Linked DNA regions of Mus musculus: region 1 is linked to region 2. Evidence: chromatin contacts called from public Hi-C data. All regions are on one chromosome and are shown on one strand. The core of a region is the stretch at or near the end of the contact, and the rest is flanking DNA. Distances in the headings are between cores, read along the strand shown.

The links. Hi-C and Micro-C count contacts between places; a contact is called where the count stands out from the background.
Region 1: a Hi-C map of uterus shows a contact between it and region 2, with 7 times the contacts expected there. The contact joins two enhancer-like sites. A contact is called at or near these places in 4 of 484 Hi-C or Micro-C datasets (cerebellum and uterus), 1 of 115 datasets of contacts at active chromatin or transcription factors (fibro-adipogenic progenitors) and 1 of 9 other capture datasets (embryonic tail).

The regions. Positions count from the first base shown.
Region 1 is chr14:25,103,835-25,107,911 of GRCm38.p6, reverse strand. No RefSeq gene overlaps it. Among named protein-coding and RNA genes, the nearest start is that of Gm32123, 3.4 kb to the left of the region's middle. RefSeq lists an enhancer at 1-757. Within about 2 kb of position 2,326, at least 25 of the 459 cell types and tissues checked have an H3K27ac peak or open chromatin away from gene starts, as enhancers often do. A contact at or near this core is called in uterus, where this site is marked.
Region 2 is chr14:24,901,539-24,905,244 of GRCm38.p6, reverse strand. No RefSeq gene overlaps it. Among named protein-coding and RNA genes, the nearest start is that of Gm41110, 12 kb to the right of the region's middle. Within about 2 kb of position 2,219, at least 22 of the 459 cell types and tissues checked have an H3K27ac peak or open chromatin away from gene starts, as enhancers often do. A contact at or near this core is called in uterus, where this site is marked.

The sequences.
Region 1 (4,077 bases), core at 1,077-3,576, 200 kb before region 2:
CCCTGGTGAGGGACGAGTCCAGCATCTTGCATTAATTCCAGCATGGGTTGGTCAAAGGATATTTGGATCTTTAGAGGGCAATTTCTAAGCACCCAAAGGTTCAGAGGTATTTTGATGGCTAGCTTTAGTTGCCAACCTGACACAACTTAGACTTATTTGGGAAGAGGGTTTCAGTGAGGGTTGGTCTACACTGTGTCAGATGATGGGCATGTCTGTGGAGACTGTCTTAACTGAGTTAACTGATGTGGGAAGGCTCAGACCACCAAGGTGTGTGTGGGGGGTACCATTCCCTAGGCAGGGGTTCCTGAACTGTGTAAGAGATGAGGCTGAGCACAAGCAAGCAAGCAAACGAGTATGAATATATCCGTTTCTCTTTGGTCTTGACTGGATGTGGTATGACTGGTTTCACCTTCCTGCCCTGGTGATGCCATTCCCCTAATGATGCACTGTAACCTGGAATTATAAGCCGAGTAAACTCTTTCTTGCCTAAGTTGCATTTCGTTAGGATGTTTGACCACAGACACAGAAATGAAGCCAGGGCCAATGTGGTGTAGGTCAGCGCTTGCTCACACCTCTCTTCATCTTGTCTCCCTTGTCCACTGAGGGCTAACTGAAGAGCAGGGATGGAATGTTCTGGAAGAATGCAGAGCCTGTGTTTGCATCAGTGAGGAGGTGGAGTTGGCCTGGGGCTGAGTTCTTTGCAGAATGGATAGAAGGCTTCTCCAACATTTTAGATGGGCTGCTGTAGACGTGTTCTTGCGTAGCTTCTCTTCTGTCTGGCAGATGCAACCACTGAAACTCCAGGGGAACTTGAAAGAAGACAGAACATGGAATCCTTTCAACATCAATGTTTTTAGAGTTTTCATATATGGTCAACTAATTCTAGTGTTCTAGGACTTGGTTCTAGTTAAACAAAAAACCAAAATTGATAACACCTTTCCAGAAGTTTCCAGGGACCATCAGTTCATGTTCTGTACTAGAGGCCCTTGTGTGGATGACCTGTGGCTGGATAATAACTTTGGCACTCCGTGTAAGTTCTTGGAAATGATGCACGGGGCCTAACCTGCACTCCTACATCATATACAGGCAGTCTCCATACATGCTAAGGAAATGACAACTTGGGGCCAAGTGCTCAGGATTGTGACATTGGCTGGGATGTTCTGTGGCATTCCCCCTAGGTACAGGCTGCTCATTGTACCTCCCTACACACCTTTGGTTATATCATAAAGTATAATAAAGCTCTCTGGAGTGCAGAAGATCAGGTGCTCAGACCCATCCTATGGGTGTGGTGCCTGCCTGGTCCAGAGTTCTCCCTTGGGCAGAAGAGGGTTCAGCTGTCCAGAGCAGAGGGAGGAGGACTTTTCCTCTTCTCATAGTACAAATGAGTGGTTCCATTCTAGCTTTCTAGAATCTACATTCATTGGTACGATTGGTCGATCACACTTCTCTCCTGACACCTAGGTCTCCCATGGTCCCCCATCTGACAGCAGCATGGCTTGAGTCCCCATTGTTCTAAAACCTTTGATTTCCTTGTGAATTTTTTTTCTTTGCTCACACTCTAGGTGTTGCTGTGTCCACCGATCTGTTTTCTGCTGACCGTGAGTTCCTTGGACCCCCAAATCCGCTCACTTACCGTCATCTGACAGACACGGACACTTCACCAACGGTGTGCTGTCACTTTGGGTTTGGGAAATCTGGAAGGACTATTTCATCTTTGTTTCAAACTTACTCTATTCTACTACTAATGACCTCATCCCTTGAGCTAAAATTGGGCAGCAGCCTTGAATGTCAGAGAAGAACAGCGCCTTGGGTGCAGCGTTAACTAACCCTTCCAAGGACACGTCCTCACATCAAGGTGGGACTGCTTAACCGTGAATGGCTTAGAAGTTGGCAGTAGTAGAATGATCTGCAGAGTGTACCTTGTCACAACTGACTCCTATTTCCTGCTCTCCTCTGCCTTCCAATGGCTACAGAATTCAGTGGCTCTGCACTCCTGCATCTCTCTGGCCACCTTCCCTTCCCCGTTGCTCTGGACTGCACCATAGTTGCTGTAGCTGCTGTAGCTGCTGTAGCTCCCCTATATTTCCGTAGCCACCCCCCAGTTGAGCCACTTCCAGCACCTCTTGGTCTTTCTTCCAAAGCACAAGACTCAATGAAACTTGTCAAAACTCGGTAACACGGGCCGAAACGCCACATTTGTCCCCGGACCTTCACTGTCTTCTATAGTATGAGCCCAGTGGGCCTCACACTGACTTTCCTACTGCCCAACAGCTCCTGGTATTTCCTTAAGCTGGAATGTTCCCCCACTATGAATCTCCCTTAAATCTAAGTGCTTCCAGATGTTTCCAGGCTCAGTCAGGGCCGCCGCCTTCTGCAACCAGTTCTAGCTCGGCAGCTAACAGGCAGTCTCTTCCATCATCAGAACCCCCGTGTTCTCCCCCATGGCAAGATTGTGCAGGCTCCTGCAGCAAATATCACAGCGATAGGGTGGGGAAGCTCCAATATAAGATCCCAATTTCCTCACCATCCTGGCACTTAGAAGTTCAAGGTCAAGGTTCTGATTAGTTCAGCTCCTGGACCATCATTGGGACTTGATAATTTTAATTTGGTGTGTTCTGAGGGAGGGGGCTGTGGAGAACACTTGCTTTCTCAAGTTCACTAATCTTATGGAACTAGAGCCCCCACCCTTACGACTTCTTTTAGAGGCTTTGTCTCCAAACACAACTCCATTAAAGGCTAGAACTTTCACTTTTTCTACGGAGTAAGAGCGGGGACTCGGACCTTCATTCTGTAACAGATAACCTGTCCTGGTTGATTACCAATACATCTCTCCCCTCTCCATGTTTTGAGCCCAAGGCAACCACTCTATCGCTGAGCTGTATCTCCCCAAACCTGGGGCACACATCTTATTTTCCCATCCAAGCCAGAAACATTCCTAGGACAGAGTCTGCATCTTTATTTTATTTATTTATTTATTTATTTATTTATTTATTTATTTATTTATTTATTTATTTATTTATTTATTCAAGACAGGGTTTCTCTGTGTAGTCCTGGCTGTCCTGGAACTCATGCTGTAGACCAGGCTGGCCTCAAACTCAGAAATCTGCCTGCCTCTGCCTCCCAAGTGCTGGGATTAAAGGAGTGCGTCACCACTGCCCGGCTTGCATCTTTATTTTTGTGGTCCCTCTGGGTGATAGGTGCCTCGCTAATATTTGTAATATTTGTGAGCTTACAAGTATGGTGTTCACCCCATTTTATCACCAGAGTTCCATCATGACCTGGCATAGTCCTGAGACTTTATCCATGTTTTCCCTCTACCTAAGGCTGTTCCTTTCTTCCTGGGACATGGGAGGTAGCTTATTCAATGCTTCTGTTTAATCTACTGAGGCCTGACAAAGACACTCACCCTGATTATGGCACATGTGCACTAACAGAGTTCAAGTCCTAGCTTCCTAATGGCCCTCTCACGGGGACTGTCTATGTGCTGCTGGCCCACTCTTGGTGCCAGGAACTTAGCCATATTACCACTTCCATGCATGCTCCCCAAGTGAGTTTCTAGAGGGCAAAGACTATGACCTTTTGTTCCCCATACCCAGCCTCTGATGTGTTGCTTGATGACCAATAACAGCACAATTAAACATGATTGAAAGAAGGCGCAGATAAAACGTGTAACTTTCAACAGTGTGTATCATTCCGACACCTGAAATGGAGATTTAAAAGTAAATATTGTAATGATTCAGACAATTGTGATACATGAATGTTCACAGCACTGTCTCATCTCAGAGACTACATAATGCGGTGACGAGATCAGTCTACAGAGGAGATGAAAGGCCTGACACTGGAGCTCTGTGTCAAGCTCTCTATTTAATTTGAAAAGAGGATTTCCGTACAACAGGAGTTTTTTACTATCGCTAGAAATATGTCACAAAACATCACAGATGCTCAGCCGCAGCCACTTCAGCTACAGCAGGTGCTTGGTGTAAGGGAATGCAGAAGAGCAGGTAGGAAGCCATTAGATCACAAAGGATTCTACCACTAGAGCAGAGGACTGCTCTGATCAGCGATAGAGACCAAGAG
Region 2 (3,706 bases), core at 970-3,469:
TGTGTTACAAGCATGCAGACCTGAGTTCGGATCCCCAGTTCCCAGGTAAAAAGTCAGGGATGAGAGCAGGCGTCTGCAATCCTAGCACTGGAGATGAAGAGAGAAGACACTCCTTGGAGCTCATTGACTAACCAGCATAAAGGAATTAATGAGCTCCAGATGCGGTAAGAGGTGGTGTCTCAAAAGAGGAGGCAGTCCAATTGCAGAAGACACCAGACGTGGCCCTCATACTCCACTAATACACACATGTCCATGGGTACCCTTGTGTACACATGACCACACATGAATATGTTAATACACGTACACCACACACACAAGCCTTCAGTAGTTCCCGGGAGCCTTGGAGAGACAGCTTGAGCTGTTATGTCTCATACGTCATGGCTCTGGAAGGCTGACTCCAGCCAGCTCAGCGCTGCTGCTTCCCCCTTACCCACCCTAACACATGCATGGTGCACAGGCCCACACCCAATGTATATCCCTTTGCTCTGGCTTCTCTCCAATGCTGAAAAGCCATGGACTTGGCTCTCACCTTTATGACTTAGCTGGTTTCCTTCACCCATCTAAAGCACCTTGCCTGCCACCTTGCTATCTGTCAAAGCCAACTTTGTTTCCGAGGACAGGGTGGCCTTCCTTATGAGCCCTGGCTCAGCTACCATGAAATGATGTCATAGGAGAGGTAAAATTGATACTACTGACCACCCTCTGTTGTAGTTATGAGGGCTCCAAAGAAGACCTCTGTCACTCCACTCTGCATTTGAATTGCTGTGTCTGTCACACAGGAAGTGGTGCAGGGGAAAAGGATGGACCACAGTGCCCATGGTGCTTGTCTCTGGTTAGGGGATTTACTGGAATCAAGTCTACCTTTTTTCCACTTGGCTGCATTTTCTGTATATATTTTAAATAAGTCTCAACTTTTTAAATGATGAGGGAAAAAATAAGATTATTTCAAAGAGGACATGAGCCTGTCTTATAGCAGCACATTTGCCACTTGTCTTCCTGTCTTTGCCACCCCAGACCCAAGACTGGAACACGGGCGCAGGTATTCATCGAGATCATTTACCCATCTGCTAAGAGCTAATTCTAGTCCTTCAGCTTCCAGCTCTGCTACTTTATTATACATGGGAGGTGGAGAGAGAGAGAGAGGGAGAGAGAGAGGGAGGGAGAGGGAGAGAGAGAGGGGGAGAGAGAGAGAGAGAGAGAGAGAGAGAGAGAGAGATGTAGAGTGTATCCCTAGATCCTTTCCCCCTGTATCACCTGTTTCTCAGGTCCGGGTACCAGACCCCAGACCAGTTCCATGGATCTGCCCCTCCTGCCCCAGGATAAGTGTCTGTCATAGATCTGGAATGATCACATCCATGCCCCCACTCCAACTCTGACTCTGAAACCACCCACCAGGATAAGATTACTGAGCTGTGAGAAGGTTTGTGCATCCACATTGGAGAGCCTGGAGAAGGTCAGGTCATTACACCAGGGCAAGCACAAGAGAGGGCAGCTCAGATACAACCTTACCTCTACATCACCACATCACCTCCTCTTCCTCCCTCCCTCCTCCCTTTCTCCTCTTTTTCTTCTTCCTGTTCGTTCCCTTTCTTCTTCCTCTATTCTTCTCTGCCTCTCTCCCCATGTCCTCTCCCCCTTCCTTCTCTTCCCTTCCTCCTCTCTCTCCTCCTCCTCTCTCCTCCTCCTCCTCTTCCTCTTTTGTCTTCATTTTTAGATTACCCTCTGGAGTTCCTATCTGAAATCCAAGCTAATTTCACCATAACTACCAGATCATTATGCTTGAGAGGTACTGGACTTCCCAGAGAGTTGAGCCAGCTCTGTAGCCTTTACTGAAACATCAGTGGCTGGAAGCTATTTCCTGAGTCTCTAAACATCTTCCCCTGGCAAAGCCCTAGTAAAACATTATGAATCCCTGGCATCCCAGAGATCAGGATCTGCCCACATCCTTTACTGTTCAAAACTAGGGAATCTACCTCCTTCACTATCAAGACAGCCCAAGACAGACTCTATAACATGGGCACAGTGAGGATGGGGCAGAGGAGAATGGAGCAGGTAGACCAGGATTTCTTTGTCTCTGTGAGTTCTACCAGCTCATGACACCACCTAATGGCCCCAAGAATCAGAACACCGAGTATCCACAAGTGCAGCTCCATCAAGCTCTGGCATCCAAAGGGAAGAGACCTCAGTCCACTCCCAGCACGAGCAGTACTTTGTGTCCCATCTGGCAGCTCTAGCTTGTACAAAGCCAGTCGTGACATCAGCTGACTCCCAGGACTATAGAGTGAACAGGGAGTTGAAGAGTGTTTCCTCTAATAGCAGAGAGCTGGGCGGGGGGGGGGGGGTGGTGGAAGAAGAGACAGGGAGAGAGGGAGAGAGGGAGGGAGGGAGGGAGGGAGGGAGGGAGGGAGGGAGGGAGGGGAAGGATTTCAGGGGAAGAATATGGAGTGACCATACTTTATTTAGAACTGAGTTGTAATTCCTGTGTTGAAGTTTTGAAGTTCTAAACTCTGGGACCCCAGAATGGGGCTGTATTTAGAGACAAGGTCTTTAAAGAGATGACTGTTAAAAATGAAGCCATTGGGGTAGCTCTAAATTCAGTATGATGGGTGTTTTCATGAGGGAATACATAGACAGAGATACACACTCATAGACATACAGAGGGAGGGAGGGAGGGAGGGAGGGAGGGAAGGAGGGAGAGAGAGGGAGAGAGAGAGAGAGAGAGAGAGAGAGAGAGAGAGAGAGAGAGAGAGAGAAGCAACCACCCCTTCTGACACCCTATTGGGCTCCTCAAGGGTGGTGAGCCGATGGAACAAGTTTGCATTGTTTAACAGCTCCTAGCCACACAACCTGTTTGGTGGCACTGTTACAGCATCCAAGCTGATAAAACCCCGATGTTCCCTGTCACAGCCTCAGGGTACCTCATGCCTTTATCCTGATTTTAGTGATACATTTCTAAAGCACAGGCCTTCCTCTACAGATATGGAGTTGCTACAACACAGTAACATTATTTTACAAATGTATAAGGGCAGAGATGAAAAACATGCTCTACTAAAAGACTTGATCCAAAAATTAATTTGCTTCTTTTCATTTTAAGAGAAATAAAACCATTATGTTTTGGTGGGTGCCAAGAGTATCGGGCCACAGGCATGTGTCCACTGTGCCTAAGGGAGTCCCTAGAAGCACCTACTGCCGGACCTATGCCAATCCATACCCTTGGCATCACAGGACCTCGGGAGTTAAAAGTACAGTTGTCCTCAGGTGAAATTGCCGAGCCCGGTGTGGGTGGCCAGCATTGGCCTTTGACCACAGCTGAGCAAATAAAACCCAGGCTACCTCCGAGGTTGTACTCAGCTCTTGCCTGCCTCCTGCTTCCTTGCCAGGGGCCCAGAATTTGAAAAGCATGCTGTCTGTGGCTGCCCGACTGCATGGCAGACACACAGGGCAGGCCCCCTTTTCCTGGGTCACACCAGGCAAAGCCAACTGGGAGAATAAAGAGCTGACTTTGTGGGCTGTATCTCCCCTTGCCTGGCCTGACCCCCTCCATTGGCCCACGACTCTCCAGGGATTCTAGAACATTCCGAGGGAAAAGACCTCATCTGTGGTAAGATACAGGACAGCCAGTCAGTAGCTTAACTGGTTTTCCTGGATAGAGAGAATAAACAAGGGCTAGCATGGTCTGATTAAGACAGGGGCCTTGGCCTTCTTC